Regions from separate parts of the Mus musculus genome. Here region 2 is linked to region 1. The links are chromatin contacts, called in public Hi-C maps. All regions are on one chromosome and are shown on one strand. Each heading gives the region's core, a stretch centred on a gene start, on an enhancer-like site or on the middle of the called end of the contact. The rest is flanking DNA. Distances are from core to core; before and after follow the strand shown. Region 1 has its middle 61 kb from the start of Gm34762. Region 2 overlaps Rps15a (ribosomal protein S15A).

Region 1 (7,188 bases), core at 3,502-6,001:
CATTGTCATCATGTTTTCAACTGTGGCTAAGGCATGAGGTTCTTTCCACACATGTTTCATTATGGGAAATTTCAAACACATCCAGAGTCATCAGAAGAGCAGAATGAAATTCGTGCACCCATCATGACTCGGCCCCTCCAGCTCCATTAAAATCTCATACACTTTCCCTCTCTGCTTCACTATTTTTGAAGTAAAATATACTTACTTTGGAAGTCATCACTCTAAACTGAGCTGAACAACTTGAGCAAATCGATGTGGTTCTTACTGGAGTTTGAATATGAATTCTGCCCCACACGCTCATCATTGAATGTTTGATCTTAGTGACACTATTCTGGAAACTTTAGGAGGTGGCACCTGGATGAAGGAATTAGGACACTGGAGCTATAGCTTTCAAGGTTCTATCTGGCCCCTGAGTCACTTACTCTCACCCCTCTCTCTTCTTGTCTACCCAGAGATGATGAATTTCCCCTGTCACTCACTCCCAGCCTCTGATATACTATGTCAGGTGTAGGCTCAGAATCAGCTGAGCCAAGGACTGGGAGATGAAAGATCTGAAACCACAAGGTAAGTCTTTCTTTCCTTAATGGGTTCTCTCTGTACCGTGGTACCAGGAACGAAATGCTAGCACAGCCCCCTTGCCAGCTGCAGCACTTGGGAAAGCAGGCCCCACACCTTGTTTGGGCAGCACAGTAGAGCTGGCCCTGGTGGCATGGGTGGAGAAAAGCAGGCTTCAAGTGTATAACCTCTAGAGATGGCCTTGTCCCTTGCCAGGGCAGTGCTGGAGAGCTGACCCCTGGTGGTTGGGTGTGGAAAAGCTGATCCTGATGGTGTAAGTGTGGGAGCGCTGGTGCGCTCAGCAACTCAGCTACCACCCAGACCCAGATCCAGGGCTTTAAGTTGGGCCATCCCAACATCTATCTCATTTATGAACTGCTGGAGCAGGTGAAGGGGCTGGTCCTGCAGAACCAAAGCTACAAGATCTCCATGACACAGAACATCAGGATTGAGAGGAGTCCAGGTAAGGATCCAGTATTGATAGTGTAGCAGAAGCCAGAGGCCTCCAACCAGGCCAATGACTCAGTGCAATGAACATTTGCAGGTAAAGCTGCTTGGGCAAAAGAGTATACTATGGGACAGACACATTATGACACAAGGCAGCTTCCATGGGAGATGGTTTCTGCTTTGTTGTTTTGTTTTGTGGGGAAGGTTGCAAGGGCAGAGGACAGATAGAGAGGGTGGGGAGATGAGTGGGGTTGGGGTGCATGATATGAAATCCACAAAAAGTCAGTAAAAAAATTTAGTAAGAAAGAAAATGCTAGTATAGGTCTGTCGCATGCGCCCATATAAAAATGGAAACTGTGGTCATCCCAGAAGGCTCCCTGCATACTTTCCTGCTAATAGAGCATCCTCATTAACTTACTAAGTAGCAAGATATGGTGGCAATTATAAAAGAATTATAAAAAGCCACGGTGATTTTGAAAACATGATAAGCATAGGTGCTATTTCGAGGTGTCTCAAGCAATTCCTACTCGAGTTTAAGTTTCTTTATCAGCTGATAACAAAGATAAAGTAGAGGCAAGTGTAGGTGTTCCTGTGCTGTTGCTGCAGGTTTTTTAAAGCACTGAACACTGCCAGGCACATTGTAAATACCCAACTCTAGAGACTGCTGGTTCTGTGATCTTCATCTTGAAACAGAAAGTTAAGTGGTAACTCAAGGCTCTCAGGCCAAAGAGCAGCTAAACCGTAGCAGAAGTGTAAGAAAGAATAAAAAGATAGAGACTGTGGGTATGACTTGGAGTACTGCAGTCACTCCTGAGAAATGTAACTGTGTTCTCTGTTTTCAACTGCCAAAACCAGAATTCAGCACCTTCCTCACGGAGCCTGAGGTGACAGTCCTGAGGTTCATTCAGTGATCTGATCATCGAGGAGTCAATCAGCAAAAAGCTGACCCAACCCCCAACCAGAAATGATCACAGAAGTCCCCATCTGTCTATATCTGTCAAGTGGGACATGGAGGGGTCATGGTGTCTTTATCACTAATGGCATCAAGTTCCCTGTGTTTCTGACCAAACTGGAGCTGGGCAGAGACTCACTATAGACTTGACCAAGGCTCGGTATCCAGCAAGCCAAAGTGATGTTAGGAAACTCACAGACCTACTAGGAATTGAAAGAAGATCCTTGGACATGCTAGACTACAGGTCTGAGCTAGCTCCTTGGTTTTCTTTTTACTGTTTATTTTGAGAGATTGTCTACCTAAGTTGCTTCTACAGACCTTGAATTCACTTTATACTCCAAGCTAGCCTTGAACCTGTGAGCTTTATGCCTCAGCCTCCCTAGGACTGAGAAAAAAGGCTGCTCTGCAAGAATCTGCTCACCATAATCTTGTTATCCTATGTCTCACGTAGTATGAGCAAGGACTCAAAGAGAAGGGTGAGGATCAGATTGTTTGAGAAACATGCACAAGAGCTGGTCCCAGAGGTAGATTCCTAGGCTCCACTCAAGACCAATGAACTAAAGACTATGGTTTGTCATCTGAGCACCTGCATTTTAACAAGCTTCCCCAGGTAACTGTGATGTGTGCTCCTTTCTGAGACAGGCTCTCATAAGAAACATGTAGAGGTATATTTGAATTTCTCTCTGCCTTCCCAGTGTCTATCAGAGAGAGTTACATTACCCAGGGAACTCTTCAAAGGTGGGTATTTGCTTCACTGATGTAGCCCTGGTGCAAAATCCTCAGTGGAATTTTGTCTGGCTTGAGCTTGCACAGGTCTTGCGCATACCGTTCAACTGCTATGAGTCAATATTTCATACAACTTGTGGGCTGTGCCCCGGAAAACATTATTTCCACATAATCATCTACTGCCTCTGGATCTTACACTGTTCCGGTCTCTCTTCTGCAATGATCTGTGAGCTTTTGGAGGAAGAAATGTGGTCTAGATGTTTCACTTAAGTCTGAGCATTCTGTAGTTTCTTATTCTCTGCACCTTTATCAATTGTGAGTATCTATGTTAATCACCATCTACTTCAAATAGATGCATCTCTGATGACGATTGAGCGCTTAATTGATCTATGGGTATGATGGGAAGTCATTAAGAGTTGGTTTAATGCATATCTCTAACAGATAGACATAGGAGGTTCTCTCTAGGGCCACAGGTTGCATCAGTTCAGTCGAGGGCACATTAAAATGGGAAACATCTCTACCAGCTATACCTCTAACAAGGGGTTAGTATCTAGATTACATAAAGAACTAAAAATTACATAAAGAACTAAAAGAAAGTAAATGACCCAGTTAAAAAATGGGGCATGAAACTAAACAGAGAGTTCTCAAAAGATAAAATGAAGATGTCTAAAGAACATTCTCAAATGCCAGGCCCAGGAAGCAGGAATGGGTGGGTTGGGGAGCAGCGGGAGGGGAGAGAGGATAGGGGATTTTTGGAGTGGAAACTAGGAAAGGGGATAACATTTGAAATGTAAATAAAGAAAATATCTAATAAAAAAGAAAAAAAGGAAAAAAAAAAACCCTTTAGCCATCAGGAAAATGTAAATTAAAACTGCTTTGAGATTTCATCTGACCACAGTCAAAATGGCTAAAATACAAAAAAATAAAAAAATAAATTTCTTTTAAAAATAAATGCTCATGTGAATGTGGGGGAGGGGAACACTTACTCATTGCAGGTGGGAGTGCCAACTGGTGCAGCCACTGTGGACATCAGCATGGAGGAGTGTCAAAGGAGCCAAAAATAAATCTACCACATAAAAGAGCTACACCTCTCTTGGGCATATACCCAAGGATTCTATATCCTACAACAGAGATACCTGCTCATGCATATTCATGCTGCTCTTCATCTCTCTTTGTCTCCATATTCTTGCCATAAAAGTTTGAAACCACAGCTACAAAATTTGGAGCATGCGTCTCTGCTTCTTGAATTTGACCACTTGACTTGCTTTGTCCAATAGGAAATTAGATGTGACCCAGGAGGGCTTGAAACAGACTTTTGTGATTGGTTAGCTTCTATGATGACTCATCCATCACCAGGGGAACAGCTTCCTTTGGCTAGATGTTTCTTCCTGAGGCTGGGAATGAACATATAAGAATAGAGCTCCAATCTGTCCGAGGGTGTGCTTTACCTGCCATTGGGATATTGTGCCATTTGTTACGCAGCCATGGCTAACTGATAGTAATGGTAGCAAGTATATCTACCCCTATTTACAAAGCGTATGAGTTGATATACAGAGAAGATAGACAGTACAAGGGATGTGGAAACTGACATGGAGAATCTAGGCTCTGCCCCAGACTATATGGTTAAGGTATCTCACCTCTCCTAACCTTCATTTATAAATGGAGAATAACAATCACTTCCCACTTAGTCATGAAGAGTGAATAAGATGATGACTATTAGGGGCTGAGAACAGAGTGTGCAGTAAAAGCCAAGAAGGCAGGGAGGATTTCCATGAAAACAAAGTTCACCTGCAAGCGAAGCCATGGCTTACAGCTCCTATGTGCCAACAGTGCTGCCGTGCTGAGTCTAAGAATGTGTGCTGTCCTCCCTGAGACTTCCAAGGCCTGTGAGCATCCGTGCCAGGTGTTTGCTTCTTTTGTGGGCGTCTCTTCTTTCCTTTAAACCTGTTGCCACAAGAATGGATGTCCTGTGCTGGTTACAGACTGGCAGAAAGAAGGAAGGGGGTACCCCACCCTCCTGTATTCTCACTGGGAAATTATCCTCAGCCCTTGATACATTAAAATGGAAGAGCTGTAAATGCCAGTTGCCATGGCAACACTTTGCATGCCTCTCTGTGATTGGTGGTGTGAGTTCACTTTCCTTTGGGTGTTGCAGCCTAATTAACTGTTATTTTTGTCAGTGTGGAGGAAGAACCCACACTTGGGGGTTTTGGCAGTGATTGCAGCCCCTGTGGACTGAGTTAATTTTCATAGAGTACAAAGAGAAATGGCTGGACCCCAATAATATTTACAGGCTCAGAAAAGTTGCCAATGTTTAACTAAGAGTCAGAGAAAATACTCGAGTACTCCCCAACTTCCCTCTAGCAGTTTCAGTGTCTCTAACAATTGCTAAAGTTGTTTGGACTAGATTAGGGATAAAAGGCAGCTATGTTCGCAAACTCAGAGTCAGTACCTCCTCCATCAGACACGTACACACTTGCGTGTGTTGGAATGTTCGGCCTCACACTTCTTCCCCCACAAGCTGATGTGGCATACTGGAAGTATTCAAGCATAGCTAACAGGGCATGTGCAGTCTGTCGGATATGTTTCTCTATCTCCACACCCAACAATGCCATCCTTATTCTGCCAGTCTGGTGGACCCAGCCAAATGCCTCAACACTTCCGGAAAAGGAAATTCCATGTTGCCACAAGCCTAAAATCTAGGTAGCTGCCTCACTGAGGTCCAACCAGTCTATTTTCAATTTGGACTCCTGGGTGCACTGACTGTACTCAGGGTATTAACTGGACTGTTCTACTCACATACCTTCATAGTTTTTAAAACCTTTGCTTCTTGTCATGAGCTTTGGAGACACCAAAGACTCCTCTCTAGGAAAGGGGAAAACACATTTTTCATTGCTAACAAATGAGGTCCCTTGTAAATAACAAACTGAACTCTTTCTGAAGGCCTGGGGAAGAGTAAGAAGTGAACCATCAGCTTGGGGGCCAGACAAATGGCTCCATAGGCAAAGTGCTGGCTGTACAAGCGTGAGAGCCTCACAATTCAGAGCTCCAGCATCCAACGGCTGAAGGTGAGAAAAGGAAGAAAGATTGGATTTGATTTCTAGATGTGTTGGACTTGATCTCAAAACTGTCTCTTCAGAGGGCTAGTGAGCATTTGGAATTCATTTTCATGTCTTTGTTCCTTGAGTTGGGAGCTCATTAGTTGGGATCACACACACACACACACACACACACACACACACACACACACACCCTCATATTATATCAGAAGCTTGAAACTCTTTCCCATCAGCCTTTGCCCAGAGACAGAAGTATGTGAATTAGGCTCTACCTATCAATGAAATGGAATCTGCTTGCTACAGAGTAATCTACCCCAGTTGAGGGACACAAGGAATGCACATTTTCCAGAATCCCCAAAGGCACAGAGCCCCTGACTTCACAGTCCCATGCCCAGGGTCCATTCTACAAACTATAGCATAGCTTCTTCACACATGGACTGGAAGCCAGGTCCTCTGCAGTGTCTATGGGTATGTGCAAGCAACACAGCTCAATAGGAATCTCTCTCTCTCTCTCTCTCTCTCTCTCTCTCTCTCTCTCTCTCTCTCTCTGTGTGTGTGTGTGTGTGTGTGTGTGAGAGAGAGAGAGAGAGAGAGAGAGAGAGAGAGAGAGAGACAGACAGACAGACAGACAGACAGACAGACAGACAGACACAGACAGACAGTGGGTAAGTAGATCAAGACCAACCGAGGAAGCTCATTGGAAAGAAAACTTTTGGTTCCCTCATGAAACAGGTCCCAGCTCTTGGCCAAGAAACCAATGTTGAGCCTCTCTTCACTGGGGTGTTATGATGGCCACTAGAGTCATGTTCTACAAAATAAATAAGACTTGTTCTCTCTCTGTCACTTCTACCATGGGCATCTCAGATGCTTCATGGCATTATCAGCCTGTTGATTAACCTCTGAACTGTAAGATGGTTTTGCAGGGTCAACACTACATCCTCCTATGGTAAGAAAGTGGCAGAGTACTGCAACCTGGGACTCAGCCCTGCTCCTTGAGGATAAGGGTTTTCCTGGATCCTGACAACTTGAGTTTAGCCCTAAAACAGAGTCCAGTCATTGATGCTGGACTTCACACCTGAGCTGGAAGGTTAGAGCCTTTCCTAATGGACTCATCCCCCCAACATCGGGCAGATCTGGTGGTGTACACATTGCTGAAGATATGGAGCTCCCACCATGTGTAAGGCTCCCTCCAATGGCCTGTGTAAATCCCCTGCTACCGTTCTTTACCTCTGTCAACTTACACATACACATACACGACCCAGCTTCAGAGGTGCTTCTCAGGTGCTGCCATCAACCTGTGGTCAGTGAGACATAGCCCAATTCTTAGTGCTTTCTACTGACTAAGGTCAAGATTGAAGGTTGGCCATCAGGGACAACTTGACAGAAACAGGTCCGGGACCTTCTTGAAGAACCAATAATGATCAGATGGTGCTCTGCCATGGCAAAGCA
Region 2 (7,188 bases), core at 2,177-4,676, 400 kb after region 1:
AGACCTTCTCAGAGTCCCTGATGAAAAGACGAAGGGAACAGTAGCTCTGTGTCTTGTCCAGGGACAAACTTTGTATGGTGGGTCTGGATCTGAGACCAGGATCTCAAAGGAGTTACAGTTTTGAATCCCGGAAACTCAGCTTTCCCACCCTCCCCCCAAATGAATGAGTGGATGGGTGGCAGGTAACTGGGTATATAGATGAGAGGGATGAGTAGATGAGCGGTGGGTAGGATGGGATGGGGTGGATATGTATGTATATACATATGGGTAAATGGGAGAGAAGCCGCAGTGAGCTCAGTCTCTGATGCCTCTGAGCTATCTTCTGTCCCTTCTGTGTATCACTACTTGGCTAGCCTCCTGCTGACTTCGTCCCATTGTGTGATAGCTTTCCACTAACTCTGTCCATTTGCTTCTTTCCCTGCAAATAGTTAAGATGCTGTAACTCTTACTGAACTTGCTGGGCATGAGACATACTTTGTGGGAGACTTTCCTCCCAACCTCAACTTTCCTGTCTTCTCTTTGATCTTCTCACCTCCTGGTCCCACTTAGGACCCTGTCACTGAAGAACAAGCTGCTCCTGGTCACTGGAGGTCAGAGAGCCCTGCCTTCCATACAGATGGAACACCTCATCATGCTGGTGAGTCCTTAAACCTGTACCCTGTGCTTGTCTACCTGACTGTGTCTAACTGGACACCACAAACTCAGTGTGACCCAGACCATGTGCTGAATGACCTTCTGTGAGCACTCAGGGTGGGCTAGCTGGCAGCGGACTACTAACTGTGCAAAAAATGTTCAGTCCTCCACTTGCATAGCAGGAGAAAGCCATGCACAGCTGAGTGGATGAGCCCTTGGGGACGGAGGAGGAAGTTAGGCGGGTGAGAAATGAGAAACCCAGGTCTGGAACGTAATGATGTCCCTATGTCCCTCTTCCGAACCTTCCAAGAGCCAGCCAAGCTCATACAGGCCCAGGTTGTTTCCTGGTTGTTAGTGCTAATAAAATATTAATTTATTTACCCTGCCACCACATTTTTTAAAATTAAAAAAAAAAAAAAACCTAAAGCTTTTGAGTGCTGTAGGTCACAGCATCCCCCTAAGGAAGCAGAGCCCTAGAGCTAGGAAAGCTAGGAGTTAGCAGAAGTCGGAGTCGTCTTGGTTCTCCCTTAGGAGTGGGAGTGGGGTGGGCAGGAAGAAGCATTTGGGGAAACTTTATTGAGATCACAAGGGGCAAAAATGCCTCCAGACGATTATCTGGTTTATATTAAAAAGTGCAGCAGAAGAGAAAGTAATATTAAAACTGGGAGGCAAAGAATGAACAACACAGACGGATCTAACAGTCATTAGCACCGAGCCAGAGATGAAAGCAGCCCTGACTCCCAGGCACACCTGCAATCCCAGCACTCAGAGACTACAAGCAAGAGAGTGACAAGTTCCAGGCCAGTCTTACCAACAGGGTGAGGCCTTGTCTCAAAAACACAAATGAACCAAAGAAAGCTGTACATTCAATAAAAGCAGTGTTGGAACTGGATATGCTGGCACACACCAATAATGCCAGTTATGGTAATCTAATGGTAGTCTGAAGAAGGAGAATTGCAATTGTTGTACCATATAGCCAGATGCTCCAAAGGACGGGAGGGAAGGAGATGAGCTATGCTCTGTGTCTGGTATGACATGTATTAGTATGTGCTCTCTCTCTCTCTCTCTCTCTCTCTCTCTCTCTCTCTCTCTCTCTCTCTCTCTCTCTCTCTGTGTGTGTGTGTGTGTGTGTGTGTGTGTGTATGTGTGAGAATGGGTGGGTAGGTAGGTGAATGGGTGGGTAGTGAATAGGTAGGTAGATGGATGGGTGAATGGGTTGTTGGGCACAACCTATCCCCCCAGTCCTCAGAACAATCTTGTGGTGGTGGTTTGAATGAGAATGGACCCCAGAGGGTCATATAGTTGAATGTTTAATGTTTGACCCCCAGTTGGAGGAACTGTTTAGGAAAGATTAGTAGGTATAGCCTTGTTGAAGGAGGTATGTCACTAGGATCTGGCTTGGGGTTTTCAAAAGCCCAGTTCGTCCTCACACTCAGTCTCCCCCTCCCTCCCTTCCTCCTGCTCTAGCATCATTCATTCATACCTGCTATCATGTTCCCTGACATGATGTCATGAGCCCACCATCTGAAACTGTAAGCAAGTCACAATTAAGTTCTCTCCGTTTGTTTGTTTGTTTGTTTTTCAAGACAGGGTTTCTATGTATAGCTCTGGCTGTCCTGGAACTCACTTTGTAGACCAGGCTGGCCTCGAACTCAGAAATCCGCCTGCCTCTGCCTCCCAAGTGCTGGGATTAAAGGCGTGTGCTACCACGCCTGGCACAATTAAGTTCTCTTGGTCTTAGAATGTTGTCGCAGCAGTAGAAAAGTAGCTACGACAAACTCTCCTTGACCTGAAGGCCAATGCCAACGATACACATCCTCCCTCCTTCTGAACCTTCTTTCTGTGGCCATGAATAATTTGCCTCATCTCAACAAGGTTTCCAGTCCAGACATAGGTTAATGGCAGCAAACTGTTTCAAGATACTTGTGGTCCTGTGCTGTCACCTAGTGGAAACTCCATGAAACTGCAGAGAGGATGCTTGAAGCACTCATGGGAGCCTGGAGAGAATTTAACAAGACTCATGATGGATTGATAACTGGTTTTAATTTTATTTAACTTTTTATTGATTCTTCATGAATTTCATACATGCAACCCAACCCCACCCATCTCCTTGTTCTCTCGTACTGTCCTTCACCCTTGCAACCTCCCACCAAAAAAAAAAAAAAACCTGGTGTGGAAGCTGCAGTGTGCATGTCCCACAGTACACCCTTTTGTCCATACTCCTTTGCTTGCAAATGTTCATTGCAATGAGTCATTTGTCTAGTTCAAGGCCTCTGGCTTCTGCTACACTATCAATACTGGAAACTTACTAGGACTCCCCTTGGACACCCTACTGTCACCCTGTGTCGTGGAGATCCTGTAGCTTTAGATGTGTAGGACTTGCCCCTTCATGCTCTCCAGCAGTCCACAGATGGAGTTGATATTGGGGTGTGCCAACTCAAAGCCCTGGATCTGGGCCTGGATGGTATCTGAGCTGCTCACCTGCCAGCTCTCCCACACCCACAGCACCAGGGAAAGCTCTCCTGCACTGCAACTGTTAAGGGCAGAGCCAGTTCTCCCACTCTCATGCCCTTGGGCGGCTCTGCCACTTGCTACAGGTGGTAAAGAGTGGGGGAGGGAGCATGTTTCCCCTCACCTATGCCACCACACAACAGATAAGTGGCAGGGCCAGCTCTGCCATGCTCACACCCTTGGGGCCAGTTTACCAACAACTCCCACTACCAGGGCCAGCTCTACTGTGCTTCCTAGGTGAGGTGTAGGACCTGCAGCCGGCTAGGGGTGGATAGGGTGAGCTCTCCTACTCTCCACCTTCATGGCTAGCTCTCCTAGGGCTGGGAGGCAAGGGATGGGGCCAGCTCTGCACAATCCTCATACAATGACAGGGCAGCAGCCCAGACCAGGGACATCTGACTAGCCTTTGGTGGTAACAAAGGACCTAAAGACCAGGACCTCACTACGGCCTTAGGTGGTACTCAAATCAGGCTCCTTGATTCTCTAGTTCTGCCTCTCTTCATTGTGCACATTCTTCTGTTTCTTTCTCTTCCATCTCTCTACCACTTGGTCATCCTAGTGGTGCCCAGTCTCTGGGTGTCTGGGGTCCTCTTAGGAATGGTCTCAGAAGTGCTATACCTTGCCCATGCCATGTGGCACCAGGTGGAAGTTGTCTTGGGCGTGGTTTTGAAATCAGTTTTGAAAGGATGAAAGGATTGGGCTAGTTCAGATATGCAGATCTTGGAGTAAGTGAGCAGTGTACATATCTGGTTATCCATGGAGACAGGAGGGAGCCACCATGAGTCTCCACGTGCGAGTTTGCATCCCCATTCATCACACACCCAGGGCTTCCCCTCTCCTCTCTCCAGACTTCACACTGTGCAACTATAGCCTATGCCAGAAGGTTCAACCATACACAAGGCTTCCCCACACACCCACAGTTAAGACTATTACTTAAGCAAGAAAGACAGCTGTAAGAAGCTAATTAGGAAACCTTCAGAACAAAGAAATTGCTGAAGAAATTGACCTTGGAGAATACTAGGCCAGGACAGCTTAGAAGAGCCCAGGCAGTGACACTCTGAGATTATCAAGGTTTCTAGCAACCTGTCCCAAATGAAAATTGCTGCGTACAAGGGTCAGCCTCCTTCGACTGTGTGCACAGCTGGGAGTGTGTGTGTGCTGAGTGGCTTTAAGCAGCAGTCAGGCAAGGTGACAGACCCAGAGGTGTGACATGGCCAGTGCCCAGCAGTCTTGAAGGAGCAAGAAACCAATGTTTTGTTTGTTGCAAGTCCAGCTGCTCACCACACCATAGTGTGATCAGGTAGAAACCAGGCAAGCTTATTCAAAAGGTCACCAATTCAGAAGCCATTCAGACAAGAGGTTTTAAAAAAAATGCTTTATTTTATTCACACACACATGTTCGCACAAAGAGAGGCCATAAATTCGAGAAATTGAGTAAGAGGAGAGCACATAGGAGAGGTTGAATGAAAAGGACAGGGAGAGAGGCCAACATAATTGTATTTTACTTTCAAAGACTTAAAAAATCAGAAATTTCATTTCATTACTCCATCTCCCCCCACCCCACCCCCAGGCGTGTACAAGCACACTTGAAGGCCAGAGGAGGGTGTCAGACTCCCCGGAGCCCAAGTCATAGGCTAGTGTGAGCAGCCCGACGGAGGTGCTGGGGACCGAACCTGAATCCACTCAGGAGCAGCAAGTGCTCTTAACAACCTAGCCATTGTCCCAGCCCCTAAATTATCTCATTGATAAGACCAAGAACCCAAAAAGGAATTTCAGTAACAACAGTTCAGCCCTGATTCACCAAGAATGATGGTGACTCATCATCTTTGCTATCTATACTTTCTGCTGACTCACAACTCCTGGTCACTCAGGTTTCTGCTGACTCATGATTCCTGTCAGCTGACTCAAGACTTCCATTATAACTTCCCTTCCCCTCATCTCTCTGCTTCAGGCCCCAAATACTTACTGCTTCTCTTTGCCCTCATTCATCATCTACAGAAAAGGATCTCAATTTTCCCAATACCCCTGGTTATTAGATTTCCCACATGGCAGCCTCACTAGCCCCCATCACTCTGAGTACAAAAGCTGAGAAGAGTGAAGAACCCCCCAGGGGCTGTTATTAGGACTGCAGACATACTATAGTCAGGACAGGTCAGTCCGGACTCCACATCTTCTTCCCAGAAGCATTCAGACTCCCTCTCAGGATTAAAAACAAGTAAAATAGTGTTATGCCAAGCACCACTTTCATTTTACAGTTTATCCCAAGCCTGACCACAGTACTAGAACATAGCCTCTTTGTACCCATTTCACAGAAATGAAAACCTATTTAGAAGGGACACTCAAATTCATGCTTCAAGCAACTGGCAGGATACGATAGATCTGAATGCTGAGGCTTCTTCAGTAGGGCTCACCATAGTCATAAATAAAACCATAATCTCAAAACCATTATGTCTTAAGTCAGAGTTTCTATTCCTACACAAAACATGACCACGAAGCAAGTTGGGGAGGAAAGGGTTTATTCAGTTAACACTTCCACACTGCTGTTCATCCCCAAGGAAGTCAGGGCTGGAACTCAAGCAGGTCAGGAAGCAGGAGCTGATGCAGAGGCCATGGAGGAATGTTACTGGCTTGCTTCCCCTGGCTTGTTCAGCTTGCTTACAGAACCCAGAATTACCAGCCCAGAGATGGCACCACCCACAAGGGGCTAGCCCCCATCCCCCCATCACTGAGAAAACTGCTGAATCTCATGGAGGCATTTCCTCAACTGAACTCCAGCTTGTGTCAAGTTGACACAAAACCAGCCAGCACACTTCGTAAATGAAAAACCCATTTAATGTACTGCCATTCTACACAACGTTGCCATTCTATACAACATGTAGGCTCAGCAGGCAAAGGTGCTTGCTGCCAATCCTGACTGGATCCACTGTAAAGAGAACCATTTCTCGACAGCTTGACCTCAATCAAGGCAAAAGCTTACACGTGCATACATTTAGTAGTTTACTAAGTAAACAATTAAGGTCGGTGCTGGCTCACCCCAGCCTTCCTTGATTGTTCTGAGAACGCGTGGTTATCCTATTCAATCTAAAGCAACCCTTATTTTATACTCAAGTGATAATCCCCTGCGGCACCCCACTTGCTGTGCTGTACGAGTGGTGAGAACTATGGTGTTCCTGTGGACATGCCTGCCATGCAATGCAAACACCTCAGGGGGCCAGACTAGGCCACACTGCAAGACCTGCTTTTAAAAGAGGGGAAAATGGTGCTGGAGAAATGGCTCAGAGAAATAGCTGCTCTTCTAGAGGATGTAGGTTTGCTTCCCAGCATCCACTGGGGCTTAAAAACTGTCTATTAACTATAGTTAAAAGGGAATCTAACACCTCTCCTGCTTGGGCACTGCACCCATGTAGTGTACACATGTAGAACTAATTAAGTGGGCCTGGTTTCTCTCTGGTGAGGACTCAAGGTCAAAAGAGGGAGGTGGGAGGGAGAATGGGGTGGATGAAAAAAAGGCCACCCTATGGGTTTGCTATCAGGGATCTCTCAAATGCCGGTCTCTGGGACACTGGAGGCATAAACTGCATAACCCAAGGTAGCTCTTGTTCAAATTAATCAAGGATCTCCAGATAAACCAAAGATGTAGCCAAGAGAGATGCCATCCTTAGGGGTAAGGTAAGAAAGATGCTGAGACAGGCAAGCTTGAAATTTCCACTGAACCTACAATAGTTTTTGGATGGAGGAATGAGTGACAGGTAGGTGGGTTACATAGGGGGATGAACAATGCAGGCATGAGATGGAAATAGGTAGCAGACTTGCCCTCCGGCAGCCTATAGTCTGATAGGCTGACAGTATAGTCTGCTAAATTTAGGACTCTTCCAACAACTTCACATCTACCAAGGAGACAGCAGAATTTGGTAAGTCTATTCATTTTGTGCTGACCATCCAGGCCAGAGCACATTAGGCTCTTGATAGTGTTCTTGTCCCTTCATACTTCTTCACTGACCAAAAGCCCAAGCTAAAGGTATGGCCTGGGTGACTATGCCCCTC

The links. Hi-C and Micro-C count contacts between places; a contact is called where the count stands out from the background.
Region 2: a Hi-C map of cortical neurons shows a contact between it and region 1, with 5 times the contacts expected there. The contact joins two enhancer-like sites. A contact is called at or near these places in 2 of 484 Hi-C or Micro-C datasets (both in cortical neurons) and 4 of 115 datasets of contacts at active chromatin or transcription factors (T-cell acute lymphoblastic leukemia, astrocytes, bone marrow-derived macrophages and 1 more).

What each region holds. Positions count from the first base shown.
Region 1 is chr7:117,695,035-117,702,222 of GRCm38.p6, forward strand. No RefSeq gene overlaps it. Among named protein-coding and RNA genes, the nearest start is that of Gm34762, 61 kb to the right of the region's middle. Within about 2 kb of position 4,752, at least 40 of the 459 cell types and tissues checked have an H3K27ac peak or open chromatin away from gene starts, as enhancers often do. A contact at or near this core is called in cortical neurons, where this site is marked.
Region 2 is chr7:118,099,870-118,107,057 of GRCm38.p6, forward strand. It overlaps Rps15a (ribosomal protein S15A), which reads right to left. Exons shown (of 5, transcript NM_170669.2): 5 at 4,505-7,188. Among named protein-coding and RNA genes, the nearest start is that of Rps15a, 13 kb to the right of the region's middle. Within about 2 kb of position 3,427, at least 107 of the 459 cell types and tissues checked have an H3K27ac peak or open chromatin away from gene starts, as enhancers often do. A contact at or near this core is called in cortical neurons, where this site is marked.